Linked DNA regions of Zea mays: regions 2 and 3 are each linked to region 1. The links are chromatin contacts, called in public Hi-C maps. All regions are on one chromosome and are shown on one strand. Each heading gives the region's core, a stretch centred on a gene start, on an enhancer-like site or on the middle of the called end of the contact. The rest is flanking DNA. Distances are from core to core; before and after follow the strand shown. Region 1 holds the start of LOC100276065. Region 2 has its middle 6.3 kb from the start of LOC100279525. Region 3 holds the start of LOC100284378 (peptide transporter PTR2).

Region 1 (2,708 bases), core at 121-2,620:
TGGACACTAGTAAACAAACTGACAACACACTGGTCACTGGATCTAGATGAGCCTAAACGAGCCTAAACGAGTCTCCTGATATGGTTGGTTTAGGATTGATTGTAATTTCGAGATAACCTTCCTTGTATCTAGGATAACCTTCCTTACCCATAGGATAGCCTTCTTGCCCTCCAAGTCATGTACTCCTATATATTCTTTCTAGAGGCTCAATGTAATACATCCAACACATTATACGCAATCCTTCCTTCTTACATTGGTAAAAAAGCATTGTAGAAAAAAGGGCTGCTTAAGAATTAAAGTCATAAAAATCAAGACATTACCGAGATTGCAATAACATTAACATAAAAATCAGCCAGTGTTGCCACCATCCACCTACACACAGCAAAGAATCACAATTTTGAATAAATGTATCTTGCATAAATGTAAGCATGAGGAAATGGAACAAAAAGTTTGGTTGTTATAAATGTACCAATCTCTCAAGAACAAGCTTCATTGTGTATAGCAAAACAACCAACACAATTTGCAACAATGAGTAGGACTAGCAACTTTGCAAGATAAACAGACTGATGGAATAATAAAACAGACTGAAAGGATTATAAAACATTCATTGCGTAGTATATACATAAACTAAGGTTAACTCACGATGTGAACTTCAGAACACAACTAACAACATAGACGACCTTGCAGGAGCAACACCATAACCAGTTTCATCATGTCTCCTTAATTAGCATTTCACAATGAAAAATACCACGTACATATGCAGCTTACTGCTTAACACCAGTCACCAGACAACGTAAGGTAATAGGACTGTAACTGTAAGAGTGGCTCGTTGATACTTTGAAATGATCAACGGGCAGACAAGTTCCACAACCCTCACCAATACCCGTTTCCAAAAAATCGCTGTGGGTTCCTACAAATCCGAGCACATAAGAAGCTAGAAACGTTGCTAAAAGCAGCCAGTACTTACGGCGTAAACAGCTCAAGGCGGAACGGCGAGCCGTCGGTGGCCAAGGTGTACACCAGCGTGGCCACCATGAGCAAGCCCAGCGCTGCGAAGACCGCCCTCCACATGACGAGGGATCCCTGAGCCGCCATGGTCACACTCGAGAAGAAACGGCAGCGGATTTAGTGGCGACTGGGGAGGGGCTAATAGTTGCCGGCGGAGCAAGTAATAGGAGGACAATGTGGACTCTGTAGTGGACGGGAAGCTGACACGTCGGCGCGGCGAAAGCGGAGGCGGAGACGCAGCCACGTATGATGTGGGCGCCGCCGCATCGTGCGACTTGGAGGCCGTGCAGGGCGCCGAGTTCGCGGTTGAGAGCAGGTGAGTTGCGGGAATGAGTCGCCGGCGAGGACGGGCCGATCCCGCGATGACTGCGGGGATCGAGATTGTCAGTTACTCGGTGGGTTTTCGGATTTGGTCCGGCGGCCAGACAATGAGACAACGGCCAGCAAGCAGGACATGACGTATCGCACATTTGGTATTCCAAAGCAAATATGGCTTAGTCCGAGAATGGGTATTTGAGTTTGAGGCCCATGAAAGAAACGGGCTGCATTGGTTTCAAACTCTTATAGAGCATAAAATGTATTTCTGTTTTTTGTGATTAAATCCGAGATTCTTTGTCCTTTCTTTCACATAAGCAAAAGACACTGAAGTTGTCTTCTGTACGTCGTCGAAAATTATAAAAAATGATGTGATCTATTTCCTCAAATTTGTAATGTAAATTCATCTAGACTAGTTAGTTGTCCGTGTCTTGCTATGTTATTTAGGTACACCTTATTCAAATGAGATATTCGATCTATCAATCTTTTGTATAACCCAAAAAAGCATGAACTGCAGAGGTAGAGGATGGGCGCTCTGATCTAAACGACCACGGTTCGAACCCTAGCATCCTCATTTTTTCAACAAACAACTAAAAAGATGTACTCGTGACAACAATGTCAAATGTAATATTATACAAGCATCTCCTTTTGATGGATATAATGTGCACAAATCCACTAGAGAGTGTCAGCACATTAAAACAAAAAATTACTATTTTTTATATATAGTCAGATTAATTAAAACCTCACAAATGGTAACCAACGCTACAAAAATCCCTAAAGAACAACATATTATATACGTCTTTTTGGTACAGTTGGACAAACAAAGATAAAATATCATCTTCTTCTGTGCGCATTGAAAATTAGTATAAAACATAAATACAAAACAAAAAACATCACTATGATATGTAAAATTCGTGCGGTAAAATATCATCATAACGATAATATTATATTAACGATATAAATATGTAACATTATTATAAATACGCCGACTCAAATAGAAGGAACTTATGTCGAACAAAGATTATAATATCGCACAAAATTGTTTTTAAATCAATATAGAATTTTGAATGATAGACAAATAAATCGACAAAACACTAATCTCATACATTAATTTAATCTTTTTTAGCGATATTGATAAGTCTTTGTTATATGTTTGCAAAGATGACATATCAGCATGAATTGTCCTCATAACTTAACAGATCGATCACAAAGTTCCTCCAAAGAAATCTTTGCATCCTACATACATCAGAGAATAAGGGCATTTTGATGGGACCGCCCAATCTATAAAAGCACAAGTACCAAAAATATCTACTTCCACAGTTGTTTAAACATACTTGAGCCTATATAGATCCAGTAGACCGCCGAGTATCCTGGAGGACCTCGGT
Region 2 (2,708 bases), core at 124-2,623, 580 kb before region 1:
CCCCAAAATAGCCCAGCTTCTTCATTACAACCAAGTCCCCTGCTGTTACAGTGGATCTCCCAAACTCAATATGGCTAGGCTTCGTCGGACTCAGAATACTGTTGTCTTCCTCACTTTCGCTGTCACTTCCGTCTTCGGCCACAGTCTGTTCAGTTTCGCCAGTAGCACCTTCGGCAGTAGTTTCTTCTGGTACAACCAAACCTGATCGTCTCATCACCTCTGATATCGGTGTTGTCTCAGCTACTTCGGTTTCGTCTCCCCTTCGAGACACCCTAGCAGTGGATCTTACTCTGGCCATTTCAATTTTCGGTCTCTTTAAGACGAAGCTGATCTCGAGCGGTGAAGCACTTGTTCGAAAGCGTAATGAAGAAAGCTTCGGCTCCAGTTAAAATTTTCAACAGCGCAACAGTGCGATGGCAATGAATGTTGTGGTAACTTCTCACCAACCTGCCTCTTTATATAGTGCTGCAGGTGAAGAAGGCGAACCGCCAGAACGTGTACACTGGCTGAACGGTGGACCGACCAGCGCTCGAAATATTTTAATCATTTTTTAATAACAAGCTCAGGAAAGGTGTTTTCGGACATTCGGTATTCCGAAGCTGTCGTGTTTTTCACGGACTGAGCTCGTTACAAAAAAACGATCTAGCACCGCGAACGGGCTACTGTTGGGGGTCTTCTTCTCTGCCGAAGGTACTCAAGACATAAACACCTTCAGCAAAGTGCCACAAGAAGTCCGCTCGCCTTATGCCGAAGGTTCTCAAGACAAAGACCTCGGGAAGGAGCAACAATGCAGAACGCCGAAGCTACCAATAGCTTCGGCTCAGATCAAGCAAATAAGGAAAAGACTAGGTAGACCTTGTTAGTTTAAGTTATTTATAAACTTCAGCTCAGGTCCGCATGGATGTAATTTTTTCCGGGCTGTGTCCCGTGCCTATAAACAGATGAACAGTAACACCGTACTGTTCACGCTGAATTATAATCATTCTCTCGCGTCATCACCTTCAAACAAGCCGAAGGTATCAATGCATTATTAATACTGTCTGTATTCATACATGTTTTATGGAATGTAAATATGTATGAATTAATGAAATACAGTTACTGTCCACATCCTTTTACATTTCCCTTTACATATTAAATGGGGCAGGTAAGTCTTTCTCGACCTTCGTCTGATGAGCGTTATTCCCATGTGAGAATAAAGCTTCAGAAGACGAGGTCCATAATAATTAACAATTGTGTTGTCTTATTCTTGATCTGTAGCATTCAAAAGTGAACAACAGACATGAACCCACCTCTAAAAGGCAATCGGGCGCCAAACACGTGAGCTGGGTGTGGGCCGCGGTTTCTTTGTTGTCATCTACGACAAGAGAAAAAAAAAGAAAGCAAGGAATATGGGCTACGGTATTTTGGGTAGAGGCTAGTGGGCCAAGCGGCCACGAGTTCATGGTTGGGAGGCTTCATTTTTTCCTTTTCTTTTTTTAGTTTTCTTTTCCTGTTTTCTTATTTATGTTTTAATTCCTTACTTCAAATCCAAATCAAGATTATAAATTCAAATATGAATGCAACAATACTAGAAGCCCAACTTGATGCAAAGTATATTTTATTTACTTCTATTATCATTCTATTCTTTTAAGTAAATGCGACAAAACATGTAGCTCACTACAAATTAAATCGCACCATTTAAATATCCCTTCAAACTATTTATTTAAGAAAATAGATTTCTAACCACATTCAAAATTAAATGTTTATTATTCACCTATAATGGAATGCCTACGGAACCTTTATTTTTTAATTATTCTATTCGTCAAAAATAAAAATAAGCTACATAATAATAGAATTATTAACTCTCCCCATTCATATAGAATTTGGGTATTACATCGGGAACATGACAATTGATTGAAATATCACTTATGTCATGGTCATCAAATCAAGAAAAACTCATTTACGCTTCCAATGACGAGGCAGAGTACAAATCTATGGTAGTTGTTGTGCATAATTGCTATGGATGAGCATTGCTTGATTATGGAATCAAATTTAGTCAAGTTCCATTGCTTCATGACATTTAATGAGTGACATGAAGATAACCACCAACCCAGTTCAACATTTAAGAACAAAACATATTTATACCCTCTACCATTTTATAAGATATCGAGCCAAAGGTGATATCACAAATGGGAGTGTAGATACCTAACATCAACTAGCTAACATATTCACCAAGTCAGTTGATTAAGCAAGGTTTTACAAGTTGAGAAATGTGTTGAACATTCTAGACTTCTCCAACATGAGTTGAATGCACCAAGATAAATGTAATTCCTCTCCTTCAACCAAAGCAAAGGTAAAATTGGTTATGTGAAGTACTAGCTTGAAATTGGTAGCATTATACACCTTAGCATCAATTGGTATCATTAAGTATCTCATAATTTCTAATCCAAGATATGTGAAAGCTTAACATAAACACACTAGCATATATGTAGGGGAGCTAATACTACCAATTCAGGTTTGTGAAACTTGTCCAAATTATTTACAAGTGGTTAAAATGCTTGAACAAGCAACACAAACCCAAAACCAAGTTAGTGATTTAAACTTGTGTGAAGTACTACCTAGAAATTTGATTCAATTCCTATATTTGTATTGGTTGTCATCAATTAATAAAAAGGGAGGAGATTGAAAGCCATGTGTTTGATTTTTGTAATTGAGACAACTAGTGGATG
Region 3 (2,708 bases), core at 73-2,572, 520 kb after region 1:
GTGCTTCTATAGGGCTCCAGCGCTCCTCCGACGGCCACAACACCACGTACACAGGGCTCTAGCACCTCTCCGACAGCCACGTTGGCATGTACACAGGGCTCTGGCACCTCTCTGCCGGACACGTTAGCGCATAGCTACACCCCCATTGTACACCTGGACCCTCTCCTTGCATCTATAAAAGGAAGGTCCAGGGCCCTCATGCGGGAGGGTGGTCGCGCGGGAGGACGGGCTGACGAACAGGCTCGCTCTCTCTCCCTCGCGAACGCTTGTAACCCCTACTGCAAGCGCATCCCCCTGGCGCAGGATAACACGAGCCGCGTTCTTCCCCCTTGTGTTCCATCTCGCGCCAACCCATCTGGGCTGGGACACGTAGCGACAATTTTACTTGTCGGTCTAGGGACCCCGGGGTCGAAACGCCGACACTAGTTGTCTTTTTTTTTTACAGTTTTGGCATGCAAAGAAAGCATGGATAGTATATATCTAACAATAATTTAGATCTTGTTTTGGATGCACTATCTGCTAATATATAACTACCAAGCTAATAGCTTGTAACTTATATTAGCAAGCAAACTATTAGCTGTTTTGCTCCAACAAGTGAGATAGTTTGCTAATAAGTAGCTGGAATTAATATTAGTTAGACCATTTAGATCTAAAAATAGATAATTAGTAACAGCTAACTTTTAGATTTATTACTGACTCTATTGAATGCAAAGAGGACCTTAGAACGACTGACGGAGCTTAAAAATGGCTTTACCATCCCTTAGTTAATTCAGAGGAAGAGAGTTAGGAAAAAAACAACTCTTACTGCAGTGACATAGGTAGGGTATGTATGGATAGTAGACTCACGTGGAAACCGAAGCTAGAAACAAAGCTCCCAACTGATTCTAAACAAACGGACAACAACACTGGGGCCGGCGTGAGGAAACAGCGCAGTGCAGCGTTGCCGCCGTACACCAGATGATTTTCGCCTTTTTTTGATTTGGCAAAAAGAAATGAAATAAATGCAATTAAAGCACAACGGCATGCATATTTACAAACATACTATACGCATGCCCCCCATCCTTCTCCCTGGTTTGGTTTGGTTCTATGAAGTTGACATCCCCGACCCAGGGCTGCACCGCACCGCACCCCTTGCTGCGTTGCGTCCTTCTCAGCGGCCCTGTGTTCTGTGCTGGGCACCTCACGGCCCCAGGGAAGGGAAGGGACGGCACGGGACGGGCCCCTCCTCCTCCTCCTCCTCCTCCTCTCTCTCTCTCTCTGCCCTTCTCTCTCCTCCACACTTTTAAATACACCACCAGCCCACGGCTGCCCAGCTCTCTCTGACTCTCTCTCGCGTCGGGCACGCAGTCGCACAAGTAGTGAACTCAAACGGGATCTCCTGCTCTGCCTCCCTCGTCTTCCTCTGCCCGTGCGCGTTTCAGAGCACGTACGGAGAGGGCGAGCAGCAGCTTGCGGCCGGGCACCATCATGGTGAGCTACTACTACCGACTACACATCTTCCTTGGTCGTCTTGCCCGTCGTCGCTGGGCATTTGTCTGCTACCCTACTACCTCCACCACCGTCTCGTTGCTGATCGGTGGAGTACGTTCTCGGCCGGCCGTACCTGGTCGTGTTGGCGGTGATTCGTTGCAGGAGGACGTCGCGCCGGGTGCGGAGCCGTGGGAGGGGTACGTGGACTGGAGGAACCGGCCGGCGACCAGGTCCCGGCACGGCGGCATGGCCGCCGCCTCCTTCGTCCTCGGTAAGCGATCGATCACTGCCTGCCTGCCTGCCTCCATCCATCTGGGTTATTCTTCTTCTGGAAAACTAGAGCTCCGTTGTGTTGGTTGCGGCCGGTGCCCGGCAGGCAGCAGGAGACCTGCTGGATGGGATTGGGGCTGGGGCCGTGGAAAAGGCAGCGCAGCACGAGCGAAGGCCTGCACGACGGACGGATCGAATAGGGCACTGGTGGTGTGGGTGTCCAATCCATGCACGGAGGAGGAGCCTCCTCGTCCCTCGCCTCCTGGTGGCCTGCGCAGCGCAGCGCAGAGCAGAACTGAAAATTAAGCCAAAGGCGCGCGCCTTTGGCTTCCATTCCCTCTGCTTTTTTTTTTAGTTTCTTCTCCGCCCGTGCCCGTGCTCCTCCTTTCCCCCGATCACCTCGCAGCCTTTCCATCCTTCCTCTCCTGCTTTCGTACGTCCGACAGGTGGTGCTCGAGACCCTTTCGCGGTCGCTGGCTGGCTCCCCTCTCTCCCTCCTTTTGCTACCAGTGGCCTTCCATTTCCCCCCTCCTTTCGCTCCCTTTCACATACAGTTCCTGCTCGCTCCCCACCCCTTCGCCTGCAACTTGCCCGGAGAATTCGGCGCCTTTGGCCCCAATTGCGCCCCAGAAAAGCAAACCAACTTGCACGCACTGCATCCGCATGACCCGACCCGTGGGGGGTGCAGCTGGTGCTGGTGGATTCCTCTCCCGCTGCTCGCACGCACGCACCACCGCTCGAACAGAACAGAGCACAGTCGCGTCCTGGGAGCTGAGCTGGTAGCTGCCCTGTGCCCTCGTTCCGAGGATATGGGTTCCTGTCCGCCGATCTGGAAGGCGCCTCTCGCTGCAGACAAGTTCTTCTCAGCGGACGGTTGCATGTGCGACGGGGAAACGAGTGCTGTCGTCGTCACGGATCCTGATGAGAGCGAACTAGTCCGTTTTCTCTCTCCTCTGATCTGATGACGA

The links. A called contact is a pair of places that touch in the nucleus more often than the background predicts.
Region 2: a contact with region 1 is called in a Hi-C map of leaf, with 3 times the contacts expected there. The contact joins the enhancer-like site here to the promoter of LOC100276065 in region 1. A contact is called at or near these places in 3 of 25 Hi-C or Micro-C datasets (ear and leaf).
Region 3: a contact with region 1 is called in a Hi-C map of ear, with 2.0 times the contacts expected there. The contact joins the promoter of LOC100284378 here to the promoter of LOC100276065 in region 1. A contact is called at or near these places in 6 of 25 Hi-C or Micro-C datasets (bundle sheath, ear, leaf and 2 more).

The regions. Positions count from the first base shown.
Region 1 is chr9:88,550,392-88,553,099 of Zm-B73-REFERENCE-NAM-5.0, reverse strand. It overlaps LOC100276065, which reads right to left and starts at 1,370. Exons shown (of 9, transcript NM_001403700.1): 1 at 968-1,370; 2 at 321-372. The coding sequence starts at 1,095.
Region 2 is chr9:89,132,981-89,135,688 of Zm-B73-REFERENCE-NAM-5.0, reverse strand. No RefSeq gene overlaps it. Among protein-coding and RNA genes, the nearest start is that of LOC100279525, 6.3 kb to the right of the region's middle. Within about 2 kb of position 1,373, at least 12 of the 20 cell types and tissues checked have an H3K27ac peak or open chromatin away from gene starts, as enhancers often do. A contact at or near this core is called in ear and leaf, where this site is marked.
Region 3 is chr9:88,032,269-88,034,976 of Zm-B73-REFERENCE-NAM-5.0, reverse strand. It overlaps LOC100284378 (peptide transporter PTR2), which reads left to right and starts at 1,322. Exons shown (of 4, transcript NM_001157273.2): 1 at 1,322-1,470; 2 at 1,633-1,741. The coding sequence starts at 1,468.